Regions from separate parts of the Triticum aestivum genome. Here regions 1 and 2 are each linked to region 3. The links are chromatin contacts, called in public Hi-C maps. All regions are on one chromosome and are shown on one strand. The core of a region is the stretch at or near the end of the contact, and the rest is flanking DNA. Distances in the headings are between cores, read along the strand shown.

Region 1 (4,592 bases), core at 660-3,159, 460 kb after region 3:
GCCCTTTAATTTGATGCGGCAAGCATCGAATAGGGAATTCAGAAATACATCACTTGGTTGGGAAGGAATTGTGATGCAGGCCCCACTCTCAGATTTACTGGTTCTTTTTCTTTGCTTCTTTTTTGGACAAAAAGAAAAAACCTGTGAAAAACTAGAAGAAAGCTCAAGGACCCCACACAAAAGCATCAAATCCATCTACAGTTGTGTGAGAGCGAAAACAAAAAATCTGGGCAGCCATTGGGAAAACCAAAGGAGGAACCCGACTCAAAACATGAAAATCGGCAGCCAGCGTGCCGGAGCGACATAAGTGGGCCGAGCCCATCAAAATCGAAAGTAAGGTGCGTGTATAGGAGCAATTAGGAGAGCACCTCTCCTCGCTTGCGCAAAGGCTGTATCTCGCTTATAGCGAGTCCGATGAAAGACTCGCCTGAAGGGTCTATAGTAACAGGACGCCCCATTAGCGCATATACTAAAAAAATAGAGAAAAAAAAGGGGACCCATGGGATTTGATCCAGAGATCGTTAGATTGTAGCGTAGAGCAGCCAGCCATTCGGCCATCTTCCAGTTCGTCTTATGTTGGTAGGTTGTGACCTAGTAGAAGAGAAACAGTCGGTCTTCCACTGTTTTTAAGTCTATTTTTTTGTCTTTCTTGTCTCTTAACCAGTTTTTCTTCGTTTCATTCTCTGTTATTATTACTTTTTCCCTTTCTTTCTCCTTTATTTTTATTTGTTTATTTTTCTTTTTTACTAGTTTTTTCTTTTTTTCTTCATTTCCTTCAGTTTTGTTTCTTTTCTTTTCTTGTTTTTCATTGTTTTTCTTTTGTTTTCTCGGGTTTTCATTGTTTTTCTATACATATTTTTGGTATATATTTAATATATTTTTCTAATATACATGTTTAATAATTTTCAAATACAAGATTAACATTTATTGAATAAATGGTCAATATTTATATATACATATTTAGCATTTTCAAATGCTTGATTAACAGTTTTCATATAATAGATTAAAATTTTTTCTATACACTTACAAGGTCAACATTTCCTCTATACACATTTTACATTTGTTTTCAATTCTTTGATTAACTTTTTTAAATACAAGTTTAACATATTCTACATACATACTCAACATTTTTTCTATACACATATAATACTCTTTTTTTCATATCCTTGATTAATTTTTTTCAAATACTACATTAATATTTTTTGAATGCATGGTCAACAATTTTCCTATACACATTTACCATATTTTTCAAATGCTAGATTAACATTTTTCAAATACAAGTTTTAGTATTTTATCAATACATGGTGACCATTCTTTTCTATGCACATTAAACATTTTTTTAATACATGGTCAATATTTTTCTATACATATTTAACATTTTGAAATGCTTGATAATATTGTTCAAATACTTGTTTAACATTTTCTTTCTAAATTCATGGATTAAAATAATTTAAATACATGATCAACTTTTTTGACACAAATTATATATTTTTTGTGTACATTTTTCGTATACGTGAGAACCATTTTCTCTATGTACATTAAAAAAATCATATGCTTGGTTAATTTTTTTTATGTAAAGCTTTTTTTGTAAAGAAATGAAAGAAAAAATGAAAGCGAAAACATGAAAAAAAAAACGAGGCAGTGGCCTCCACGCACTTGCCCGGCCTATACACTTGTGAGACAACAACGCGCTTCAGCGAATCGGAAGGTTGCCTAGCTAGAAGCGAGGTATAGTCGCGCCCCATCACTTAAGACGATTGAATGTCTCGCTGAAGTAGTCTACAATAATCGGGCCGGCCCACTCGCATAGTTAATAAAGAAAAATGAGAGGAGTAGCGAGTTAGAAGGTTGCCTCGCTATAAGCGAGGTATAGCCGCGCCCAATTGCTTAACGCGGTGACTATATGTCGCATTAAGTGAGAGATAGTATGCCTCGCTGAAGGGTCTACATTAATCGGGCCGGGCCGGTCGTGCATAGTTCGCATAGTTAATAAAGAAAAAGGAGAGGAGAAAGTGAGTGCAGCACATGGGATTTCAAGAGAGGTCCTATTGGACGCTCGCGAGCGGCAAACAGAAGAGCCTTCGCTGAAGAGCGCGTAAAACGGGCCGGCCCATTTGCAGGCGCTGAATGTAAAAACTCACGAGAATTAAGCAGGGGCGCAGAATGTAAAAACTTACAAGAATTTTAGCAGGGGCCTGGACTCGAACTCCCCCGCCGGCACGCCACAAACTACAGTTGTAAACGGTCAAGCTAGCCACTCTGCTTAGCCAAAACATAGCGCAAATGCTTAACTAATAGCAAACGAGGCGGACCCCTTGCATGAACAAATTTCTTCAAAAACGTGAATTTCTTTTCAAATTTGAAAAACTTCTAAAACACGAACAATTTTGAAAAAGTTGAAACATGAACAATTTTTTTATATAGTCTGAACAAAATTTTTAATGTACATTGAACATTTATGTAATATACGCCGAACAATTTGTAAGAACACATTGAACAATCTCTTAATATACGACGAACAAGTTTTCAAAATACACAATGAACATTTCGTAGTATACATTGAATAATCTCTTAATATGATGAACAAGTTTTCAAAATACACAATGAACATTTTGTAGTATACGTTGAACAATCTCTTAATATACGATGAACAAGTTTTCAAAATACACAATGAACATTTTGTAGTATATGTTGAACAATCTCTTAATATACGATGAACAAGTTTAAAATGTAAGATGAACAATTTCTTAATATACAACGAACATTTTTTTAATACGCGGAGGACCTTTTATATACTACAAAATGAAAAACAGAGAAAAGAAACATCAAAAAAGAAAAGAAAAGAAATAAGCAGAGAAAAAGAAAAATGAAATAAAAATAGAATAAAACCTGGTTAAAAAAGGAAAAACTGTTTCAAGGAACCTTCTAGAAGGTTCCCTAAACAGGCCATGAACATTTCAGAAGGTTCCCAAAACCGGAACCTTTCTCCAAAGATACCACAACGAAGAAACATGGGGAGCAACTAGTTAACGAGCGCTCCTTCGGGAGCCTCGCAACAATCAGCGCCACTTGGCGCGCTCTCAGCCATTCGCCACGTGTTGTGCTCTGGACGCTCCCTCCGAATTTTTTTTTATATATTTTTCCGCATGCGTTTTTGACTTTTTGGACGGTTTTTTCCGGGGTTTTTCGATGTTTTGGTTTTCCCCCGGTCTTCATTAGCTTTTTCGATAAAAAAAATCGAAAAAAAAATTTCAAGAAAAAAACGCGTTTCCTTTTTCCTTTCTTTCGCGAAAGTCACGGTTTTTTTTCCGCGAGAGGCACGGTTGTGCTTTAGCGAGAGTCACGGCCGTGCCTTTCGGAAGCGGGGGAAAAATGCGTTTTCTGTTTTTTTTTCTTTCGCGGGAGTCACGGTTTTGCTTCCGCGAGAGGCACGGTTGTTCTTTCGCGAGAGTCAAGGTTGTGCCTCTCGGAAAGGGAAAAACAAAACGCGTTTTTGTTTTTTCGCGAGAGTCATGGTTTTGCTTCCGCGAGAGACACGGTTGTGCTTTCGCGAGAGTCACGGCCATTCCTCTCAGAAAGGGAAAAACTACGTGTTTTCTATTTATTTTTCTTTCGCCAGAGTCACGATCTTGCTTCCGTGAGAGGCACGGTTGTGCTTTCACGAGAGTCACAGCCGTGCCTCTCGAAATCGGAAAAAATATGTTTTTTGTTTTTTTTCCTTTCACGAGAGTCACGGTTTTGCTACCACGAGTGGCACGGGTGTGATATCGTGACAGGTACGGGTGTGCCTCTTTCGAAAAAGGAAAAAACCGTGCTCCCGGTTCGGTTTTTTCGTCTGTTTTTTTCGTGAAAAAAAGTTCATCAAAATCTATCAACATGAGATCTAATTTTGAAGATCTCGACGCGAGGAATCCAATGGTGAAAACGATTCGAGATTTGAACGCACGGTTTAAAAGATAAAACATTTGAATAAACGAATCTACGAAAAAGGGAAAATTTTTATGTGGCGACAAGTGACGCGCTGCATATGCACCACTTTGTCGCGACCTGAAAAAGTGAAGTGTTCTTTGCAACGAGTACTTCTTAATTAGTGATTTCAAGAAACAGGAGGGAAGCGAATGCTGGGCCGGCCCGAGTGGGAGCGACAGGTTGTTCGCTCTGAGCGAAGCTGCAAAGATTCGACGCTAACGAGCGTCATATAGGAATCACCGGATTTCAAGCCTGACCTCTTGGTTGACTGCAAGCGTGGCTAGCTATTGGTCTTTCCTTGAATTCGTGATGGACTAGTAGAGCGGGTCTACTGAAGTCAAAATGAGTTCGTTTCTCCACTGTTTCTTCTTCATTTTTTTGGTTTTATTTCTTTTTTCGTTTTCTTTTGTTTCTTTTCATTTTTATTATTTTGTTTATTTCATTCCTTTTGCATTTGTTTCTTCATTTTTTTCTTTTGTTTCTTTTTTGTTTACATTTTTGTTTTCTTTGTTCCTCTTGGTTTTTATTCTGCATTTTTTCTAGATGTGAACAATTTTTTCTAAAACATGTTTAAAATTTTCTTAATAGAATTTTTTAATACATGGTCAATATTTTTTCTATAC
Region 2 (4,772 bases), core at 280-2,779, 350 kb before region 3:
TTTGTAATTTGTTATGATCTGCGGCACCTCGGCGATACCCCAACTGAGGACACTAGCCAGTCCAAGACCCAGGGCAACACCATCCTTAGTACTGCACAGGCAGTACTTCAGATAGACTTTAGCCCATTCCGCGCAATGCGGAGCTGATGGGCAGCTCGGAGGAGGCGTTCCACTGAAGATACCCATTGGCGTGTGTGCTCAAACCTGAGGAACAGTTGCACAAAACATGGGCGTTATAAAAAGGATGTGCTGTCAATTTGATCTTCTCATTTGAACAAGAAAGGAAACATATTACTCTAATTAGCAACCTCTTATTTCCATTATGAAATAAGTACCATACAGGCATATGTGAAGAAAATGTTTTCCGTTTTTTACTTGAAATGCCTGAAGCAAATTGAATAGCTGTCTAAATTTCAGCTCAAAATATGGGGGAGAGAGAACTGTTCCATCACCAAAAAAAGAAACAGATATGATGAAAGTTCAGAGACAGCAGCTAAAAGAGAAGAATGGAGAAGAATCTAAAAGAGAATAGTATGGAAAGAATATTCAAAAGTAAAAGGAAGAGGATGTAAGAAAAGATTGAGGAGAAGAGAGATGATCCACTCCCCGTATACTGCAGTTTGTTTGTGTAAGCATGCAACATTATTACTGTAGAAAAATGAATTTTAAAAAATGAACTGGATTTTGAAAATTCTATTGATAAGGACTTGTAGATGTAAGTGGCCTTCATTCTCTTCTCCTATGTCCACACGAATCACCTAGGCAAACAGCCAAAAACACGAACCAAATTGAACAAAATATCTGCGTCCGTTCTTTCTCTCTCCATCTCTGAGGTTATCCATCCCCTTGCTCTCCGCCGCCAACCCAAAACATGCTGCAGATCCATAGTTCAAACAATCGCGTCAAGAGAGATAAAACTTGAAAGTGGAACCCCGGACGCGTCACCCCGTCGGCCCAGCCTAATCGAGACATCTCTGAAAATTGCATCGATTCCCTAGCGAATCCGCGTCTCCGTTCCAGAAGCCAAACGGCAACGCGTCTCCGCCATTAACACACTTGAAAGGCCGCAAGAAAGAAGAAGAAACCCTTGGAAGAATCTAAAGCCGGCGCGACGTACAGGCAGGAAGAGAAAGATGGCTGAATCGGGAGTAGGGCTACTCAATCTCGTCAGAGCGATGGACGCAGCCGCCAAGAAGCGAAACCCCGGACGGAACACGGCATTGTCGGACACTCACGAGGCGGCGGCGCCAGAAGAAGGAAAAAGCGTCGCGAGGGAAGGAGGTGAGGTGGTTCGTACCAGAGTTGTTCGTCTTGTTGCCGAGGAAGCGAGAGAGAGAGAGAGAGTTGGAGTTGGCGAGGCGAAGATGGAATAGAAGCCGAGAGGAGAGAGGCCGCGATTTTATCGCCCGCTCGCCCTCGCCGCCGCTTCTTGGCTGTGATGTGGGTGGCTGGTTCTCGCGAGACCAGGATGCCTATTTTGGCGGCTTGCCACCGTGCCCTGCCGCGGCCGCGTGGCACCGCTCGCTCGGGCTAGGAAGACTTCCTGCTGGAGGCTGGACCGGGACCCGCGACTCGTGAGCCGTTCGTTCGCAGGTTTTTCTTCCCTCTTGTCGAACGGAAACGTGCCGTCGTCCACGCAGGTTACGGCTCGGTAGCCCGGGCGCGTACGTCTCGGTCGCCCTCGACACGATCAACAGGTGAAAACGTGGGGTAGTTCTGTTCGTCACATGGTTCATACATGATGTACTCCCTTTGTTCCTTCTTTTTCAACAAGTTGAGGCGCTCAAGGCGCCAAATTTCATTCAAACAGTGCTCAAGTACATGTTACAGCGTGGATTACAAACTGGTGGTATCTCAGCTCTGAGATAGCTTGAATATAAGGACAACCAAGATGCCTATGAGCCTGCTTGATACTTCGTTTAGATCACTACTTTAGTGATCTGAATGTTTTTATATTTGCTTACAGAGGGAGTACGTGCATAAGCAGGTTCTACTCTAGAGTTTAGAATCTGATGAACGGCATCATGAGCAAAACTATTTAAGTTTCTAGCAATATGAAAAACTACAATGCCTGTGATGCTTAGAGAGGTTAAAAAATCTTGCCAAGTGTTGCCTGCTAGTCTAGTGAGATGAATATGAAGATATACCGTCAACAACTGCTGCTTTTGCTAGGGAGAAATTGTCAGTAAGGAAGGTGACACCCTACAGGTTGAGTTTGTCCACAATGACTGTCGCAAGGTGAGGAGCAACTCCCTCGGCCACCAAGGGAGAAGACGCAAGCTCCATGGAAGCTTGGATCATGAGCGAAGAGAAACACGCGCCTTCTGCAAGTTGAAAACAAATCCCCAGACATGTTGATGGAATAGTGCTTCTACCAGGAATTTTGTTCTTCTTCCAAGAAGCATCTGAGAAGATTTTAGGCCCTACAATCAAAAGATCAAAATCAATAGTATGAACTGGAGGAGGGAGTAGTTGGCCCAGCAGCTAGTGGACGGACACCATTGTTTGCAATTGCATGATCATCATGTAATAAATTAGAAACTGAAGCTGAGATAGCCTTCTCGTTCTGATGGATGTGATGAGGTGGCTTCTTCCCTATTAAATAGTTTATCATTCCTATCTTTCCAAAGTGATCACATAAATGTGAGAATATTTTGCATGGAAGCATAGAGGTGATTCATGGAAAGAAGAAGCAGGATGGTAGCATGCAAAGAATCTTGTCCGGTAATTAAAATTTCAGAGTTTAAAAACAAGGTGAAGAGAGCCAGACAACTTTAGTGAATGGACATAGGAAGAAGAGGTGCATATCATTTTCAATGAGGTACCTACCCTTGCTCCGGTGGGAGGCGCCTTTCTTAGTAGCCTCCAAGTAAAGGTTGGAATTCTTGGATCCAAGCCTTTAATTTTCCACACTTGCTTGAGAATGTTCTTGACTGCAATGGGGACCTAAGAAGCCTGAATGTTTGGAGCTTGTTGTATATCCTGCGAACACAACTTATAGACACCTTAGAGTTACACTTACTATTAGGTGTCAAATCCCATCAAAGAATGTCTTCATTGTCATCCTGGATAATAGGAGTTTGGAGAATAGCAGAGGCTATATATAGGCTCAGAGAAAAGTTGGGTTACAAGATTAGTATGTCACTATTTTCTAGTGGCAACCCAAAGATCTTGAACAGAAGTAGGATAGATAAAATGGGATGGTTGGATGCAAACATGAGAGTACACAGAGCTCCAAGCTAGACACCATGGAGTGTTCCTTTTTATTTACTCCATGTATAGGATTTCGTTGATGAACAAATTTATATTAAATCCACTACTTTGCTTTCCTAAAAAACATTACTTTGCTAAAATTGTTGCTAAGATTTTGGCTCTAGGCTGCAACCTAAGATGAACCGGCTGACTTCCCAAGGTCAAAATGCATTTATTAAAGGAAGAAGTATTCATGACAATTTTGTTTATGTTCAAGCCATAACCGAGGCGTTGAGGTGGAAAAATCCACTCTATCATGTTCAAGCTTAACCTGGCAAAAGCATTTGATTATGTCTTAGAATTCATGCTTGGGTTGCTTCAATACAGAGGATTTGGGCGTAAATGTGTGTGTGTGTGTGGGGGGGGGGGGGTTGATTGTTGCATTATTCGTCACCTCATCTACTAGGTGTGTGTTAATTCCTCTCTTAGTGAGCAGATTCACCACTGGCCGATGAGGTCTCCGGCAAGGGGACCCCTTGCCCCCCTCCTCTTTGTTCTTGTTGTCAACTACCTCGGTCATCTTATGGATGTTGCACAAGAGCATGGAGTATTGGCTCCCCTGGGTCGTCAGGTTGTGAAACATAGGGCATCTATGTACGTTGATGATGCATTACAAAATCTATTCTATTTTGCGGCGTTTCACTTATGTCACGTAAAACTTTTTTTCATCACGGAAAATGTATTGTTGAAGTTTCCCGACCGTCACGCCCACTGTCACTAAAGCGTCGCCATAAAAAATAAAATCCTGATGGTACCGCTTCCTCCGTCTCGCAAGATCGTATCTTAGGTGACAAACCCAAATTCGTTGCCGAAGCTATCTTCCGCGACCGCCCAAAAATGTCACTCGAACTGTCACAGTATACGATCTACTAGTCCCTCGTTGTATTTTTCGGTGACAATACATCCGTCACAAACAACTGACACACCATGTTTGACCAGTGAACATTTCTGACATATGGGCCCATAATATGCTGACGTGGCACCTTACAGCTAGGCTCGGCCGAGGCTTTATCACCGACGGCAGCCGTCAATAATAATCAGATTTGACCGGTCAAAGATCCTGACATGTGGGCCCATGGGATGCTAACGTGGTTGCTTACATGTGGGTACGAAAGGTGGTGATGACACGCATTTATGTCACTATAACCGTCACAGTTTTTTAGTGTTGCAACTGGCAACCAAATTTAAATTTAAAAAATAGTAAAATTTAAAAATGAAACAAACATGCTAAACACAATTGTAATAATGATCAGCCAACTGAGGAAGTATCACACATGACATAAAAAGAAACACACAAAGTACCACATATTACAAAATATAATAAGGGACGACCAAAGTTTCCGGACGAAGAAGACTACCATCAGGGTTGTGACATGCTGTCTTAGAGCCCCCCAGAGTGGATGCGACATGATGTTATCAGAGCCGTCATGCCTCTTCTTTAAGAGATAACCAAAAGCTCCTTCCAGTTCTTATTTCTTCTTTTACATAGAAGCGGCTTTCTCCTCTTATTCCTTCTTAAG
Region 3 (4,351 bases), core at 461-2,960:
GTCTAAGTTTGCAGCGCCTGCTGGAGCGGCTCGCGCGAGCTAAATTTTTGAGCAGCCGCTAGAGCAAGCGCTGCTCGCCGCATAAAAACAGAACGATCTACGCGTTGTAAAAGGTTTTTAGAGTACCACGCGTAGCGCGACTGTTAAAGATGCTCTTACTTTCAACAAAAAGAATGCAAGTTTTCTTTCTCCTCAACCTCAACAGTCGGAGGCAAGATAGAAACTGATTTCCGAGAAAGATATGCTTGAAGTGCACAACACCATACCCTTCCAGACACGTCCAGTCACCGTCGCTATCGCGGCGGCGTCGTGCCGCGGCGTCCCAGCACTCCAAACACCAACTGTCAGGCTCAGATCGAGCTACTCTATCTTCTAGCTAGGTTGAGAAGCAGCGATCGCCGCGGACGACGACGACGTCGTCAGTACAGTGGGCAAGCTTTGTTCGCACGCTGGAAGAAGGAACGATCACTGTTACGTGTCAGCTCTTTGCCGTCCGCCGCCGGGTTGCGCTAGCCTAATTCGTTTTGATCTTCATTGCAGGCTCATGTCATCGTCATGGTCTGGCGCGAGAACGACAATTCGGCAAGGAGAGCTGAGCGGAGCAGATTTTTCATGTGCTCTGCCGGCGCCCCCAAAAGCGGCCAAAAACCCCACCCGCGATCTCGTCGCTAGCGGAGAAGGCTTTGCCTTCGAGTCGAGGCCCTGTGATTTGACGGGCAACGAGCTTTTGGCGAGGGCAAATAATAATGAGGAGAAACCAGAAAGGGCGGGGAAAGGGCGGGGAAGGCCGGATGGATGAATCATTCGGAGCATATCCACTCGCGTCGACAACAGTGCCAATGCAAGTTCAGTGGCCCGAGTGCTGCACACCTTTTGCTTGCGAGAGGGGATGGATAACATAAAGAAGCGCGGCTGCCGTGGTGTAAAGGGGAAAACACACCATCGTGGAATGGTTGCGATTTTGGTGGGAATTAACGTGGCCTTTCCCGGCAATAATGCCATGCCGATTGCGAAAACAAAATTATCTTAAAGCGAAAACAAATTATGTACATGCTTTAATTATGTCATGCCATTTCTGCGAGCTGGTTTTATTGCTTTGCATACAGAAAGTTGATTTCCAGCATTAAGATTGCAAGGTTCATGGTTGAGAAAGTTCTTTACAATTACCTGCATATTTTATCAGTACTTTCTCCATTAATAAGAAATTCTATATAACACAACAATAATTTGGGGATGGAGGTAATACTATATAACACAACAATAAAAGTCTGGGAGTGTAAGCTTTTTTCAAGATGGAGGATTTCCAAAGCTTGACAAAGGTTCATTCGCAACAGGAGATATTTCTTTAGAACGGAAAATTATTTCTCTTTAGCGAAAGCCTGAGATATTAAGAGACCTGACGAAATCTGAAAGACTTCAAGCCCAGCTTGGTCGGCACTACGGCCCATGTAACGGACAGAGTTCGCCACGGCAGCCCACTTCAAACCAGCCGTCCCATGCAACGGACAAAGTTCGCCACGGTAGCCCACTTTAAACCAGCCGGCCCATGCAACGGACAGGGTTCGTCGCGGCAGCCCACTTCAAACCAGCCGGCCCATGCAGCAGACAGAGTTCGCCACGGGAGCCCACTTCAAACCAGCCAGCCCATGCAACAGACAGAGTTCGCCACGCCAGCCCACTTCAAGCCCAGCTCGGGTGTTAGCTTCGTGTGCTCGAAGAAAGAAATCCAGGGGTCGCAGTAGAAGACAGAAGCAGCAGACAAAGCCGAGAAAAAAAAACGCCGTCCTCCCCAAGCGCCCCCCTCACTCAGGAACCAAATCGAACAACCCAGAGAAGCCATGGAGCGGCTGCAGCGGATCTTCGGCGCCGGCGGGATGGGCCAGCCGCCGTCGGACTCGCCGCTGCTCGACTCCTCCGAGCAGGTCTACATCTCGTCCCTCGCCCTCCTCAAGATGCTCAAGCACGGTTAGTCCCTCAAGCTAGCTCCCTTTTGGTTCCGATCTACGCCCTTCTCCCTCTCCACGAAGCTAGGGTTAACCGGTCGGAAATTACAGGGAGGGCCGGCGTGCCGATGGAGGTCATGGGCCTCATGCTCGGCGAGTTCGTCGACGACTACACGGTCCGGGTGGTCGACGTCTTCGCCATGCCGCAGAGCGGGACGGGGGTCAGCGTCGAGGCCGTCGACCACGTCTTCCAGACCAACATGCTCGACATGCTCAAGCAGACCGGCAGGTATGGCCGCCGATCCGGATCGTAGATCTGTTGGCCCTGTCGTTTTCCCCTCTCCCGCGCCAGATTTGATGCCCTTAATTTGTCCATACTCGTTGATAAGCTGAAAAGGATCGACCTCATCAACTTATTATGCCAATTGATTTACGCACCTGAGCCGATACTTTTTGTTCAGGCTTGTGTGGTTGATTTGCTATTAGTTCCAGATGTTAATTTGTGGAAGATAGGCCATATGGAGTAATCCCTCCGTTCATTTTTGTAAGGTGTTTTAGACATTTAAGACAACACCCATAACAGTTCAATTTCAGCTGTCTAAAATGTCTTACAAAAGTGAACAGAGGGAGTACTATATACGACGATTTTGGATCATTGTTTGATGTATATTGTTGCTATATCTTTCTTAATTACATCTTAGTTGCTATAGTTCCCTTAGGCACATGTCAGTGACTAAAGTCAGCCCTGATGCACGTCATGGTATCCTAGTCCGTTCCCATAAGCTTCTTGTATCTGTTGGTACTTTATTTGCTTACCCCTTGCTTGATTTCACACTTCCATTTGTTCAATGCTTTCACTATAGCATTTGCTTTCACTATAGCATTTAGAAAGATATGTAGTTACTTGGAGCACAGTTCATTATCATCGTCTAGTTGAAAATTTCAAGGTTTCATCATTAGTGATCCAGTGGAGGATCCGCCATTGGACTATACTCCTCACAGCCCTTTCATAGCTACCACTTTACCAGCTCTAGGGATATATTGCATACATAGTGTAACATAATACACAGAAGAAGCGAATATCGAGTGAACCAATCTGATAAGATATGCTTGAATCACTTTTGGAGAAAGACATGTTTGTACTGGCTTAGCATCTAACTGTAAATTAAGAATTTTCCTGGAGTTGGCGGGCTTCTAACAGGCTCTGCCCCTAGAGAAGCTCCACCCTTGGTTATGTATCATCCATCGTTGATGATGATCTCCATAGACGATATGATGGGCATGATGATGAGCCTAGTGAATGGATAAGTCAGGGGTATTACATAACTCAGATAGTACTTTATTTAGATTAGATGGCTTAACTCGTGTGGTAGTTTTGAATTATGCTTCTGTTCTTTCTCAATTGAGCTTGTGTTCAGTTGAATGTGTTAGGATAATACATCTTCATGTGTTTTATCATAGAAATATTGGTGGCCCTACAGCTGACTTGTGAAACTTAATATTTCTTCGTACATGCGAATTCATTTTGTTTACAGTTCAGATAAGTGTACCTTAGGTCTATGAGTTTGACATGTAATCTTCTCTAAAACCAGTTATGGTTTGCCTTTTCGACTAATTCAGCTATGTTTCATTATAGAACCAAAGCTGTGCCAGCAAGTTGGAACTATTGTTTACATCATATTGTTAAAGACGTCAGTAATAGATTCTGAGCAACATAGCTTCAAGCAGAATCTCGAATTGTGTCATTGCCAACAGAATAATTTCATATCCTTTTTAGCAATATCAATTGTCAAATTGATTGAGAACCACCTTTTGGTGTGGTGGAGGAGTTGTGGGGGCACGACTTCACAACTCCACCCATCAGGGTTCAAATCCTGCCGCTCACATTTATACAGTATGGGTCTCCCGTACAGTCTTTCTATTAGAAATAAATGTTGAATTGGTTCCAAAAATGATTTTGCAACCCGTTCTAGGAATGCAACGCGTAATCATCAATTTATTGTGTTATAGTTAAGCACATATACACTGTCCATGGTTCACCGTCCATGGTTCTGTTACCTTTCTAGTAAGTAGCTCTGATGCTAGCTCTTAATGTGGTCTTTGCCGGAGCCTGGACTTTAAAGATGGTTGTTCAACTATTTGTAGTTACGGGTCTCTTACAAGCTATTTGAAGGTTCCGATAAGAAATTACTACATATTATCCTTTAAAAAACTACCGTGTATGGAGTACTACGGATGTATGCTCAGCTGTGCAGTGAACATCATGTGCACCCTTTGTTTCCCAATTTTCCCAATTATTTTTTGAAGAAATTGTTGGCAATAGCTATATCATTGCCACCTTGGATGTTCTTTTTTTGACAAACTTGTCAGTTAATACTTGGAATTACTTTGACAGGCCAGAAATGGTG

What was found. A called contact is a pair of places that touch in the nucleus more often than the background predicts.
Region 1: a contact with region 3 is called in a Hi-C map of leaf, with 4 times the contacts expected there. The contact joins the enhancer-like site here to the promoter of LOC123061057 in region 3. A contact is called at or near these places in 2 of 5 Hi-C or Micro-C datasets (both in leaf).
Region 2: a contact with region 3 is called in a Hi-C map of leaf, with 4 times the contacts expected there. The contact joins the promoter of LOC123061056 here to the promoter of LOC123061057 in region 3. A contact is called at or near these places in 1 of 5 Hi-C or Micro-C datasets (leaf) and 1 of 1 datasets of contacts at active chromatin or transcription factors (leaf).

The regions. Positions count from the first base shown.
Region 1 is chr3A:225,487,747-225,492,338 of IWGSC CS RefSeq v2.1, forward strand. No RefSeq gene overlaps it. Among protein-coding and RNA genes, the nearest start is that of LOC123061059, 150 kb to the right of the region's middle. Within about 2 kb of position 1,910, at least 3 of the 8 cell types and tissues checked have an H3K27ac peak or open chromatin away from gene starts, as enhancers often do. A contact at or near this core is called in leaf, where this site is marked.
Region 2 is chr3A:224,674,007-224,678,778 of IWGSC CS RefSeq v2.1, forward strand. LOC123061056 (lysosomal amino acid transporter 1 homolog) reads right to left here and starts at 1,530. Exons shown (of 14, transcript XM_044483960.1): 1 at 1,298-1,530; 2 at 1-204. The coding sequence starts at 186.
Region 3 is chr3A:225,024,051-225,028,401 of IWGSC CS RefSeq v2.1, forward strand. LOC123061057 (26S proteasome non-ATPase regulatory subunit 14 homolog) reads left to right here and starts at 1,711. Exons shown (of 6, transcript XM_044483962.1): 1 at 1,711-1,965; 2 at 2,055-2,232; 3 at 4,339-4,351. The coding sequence starts at 1,839.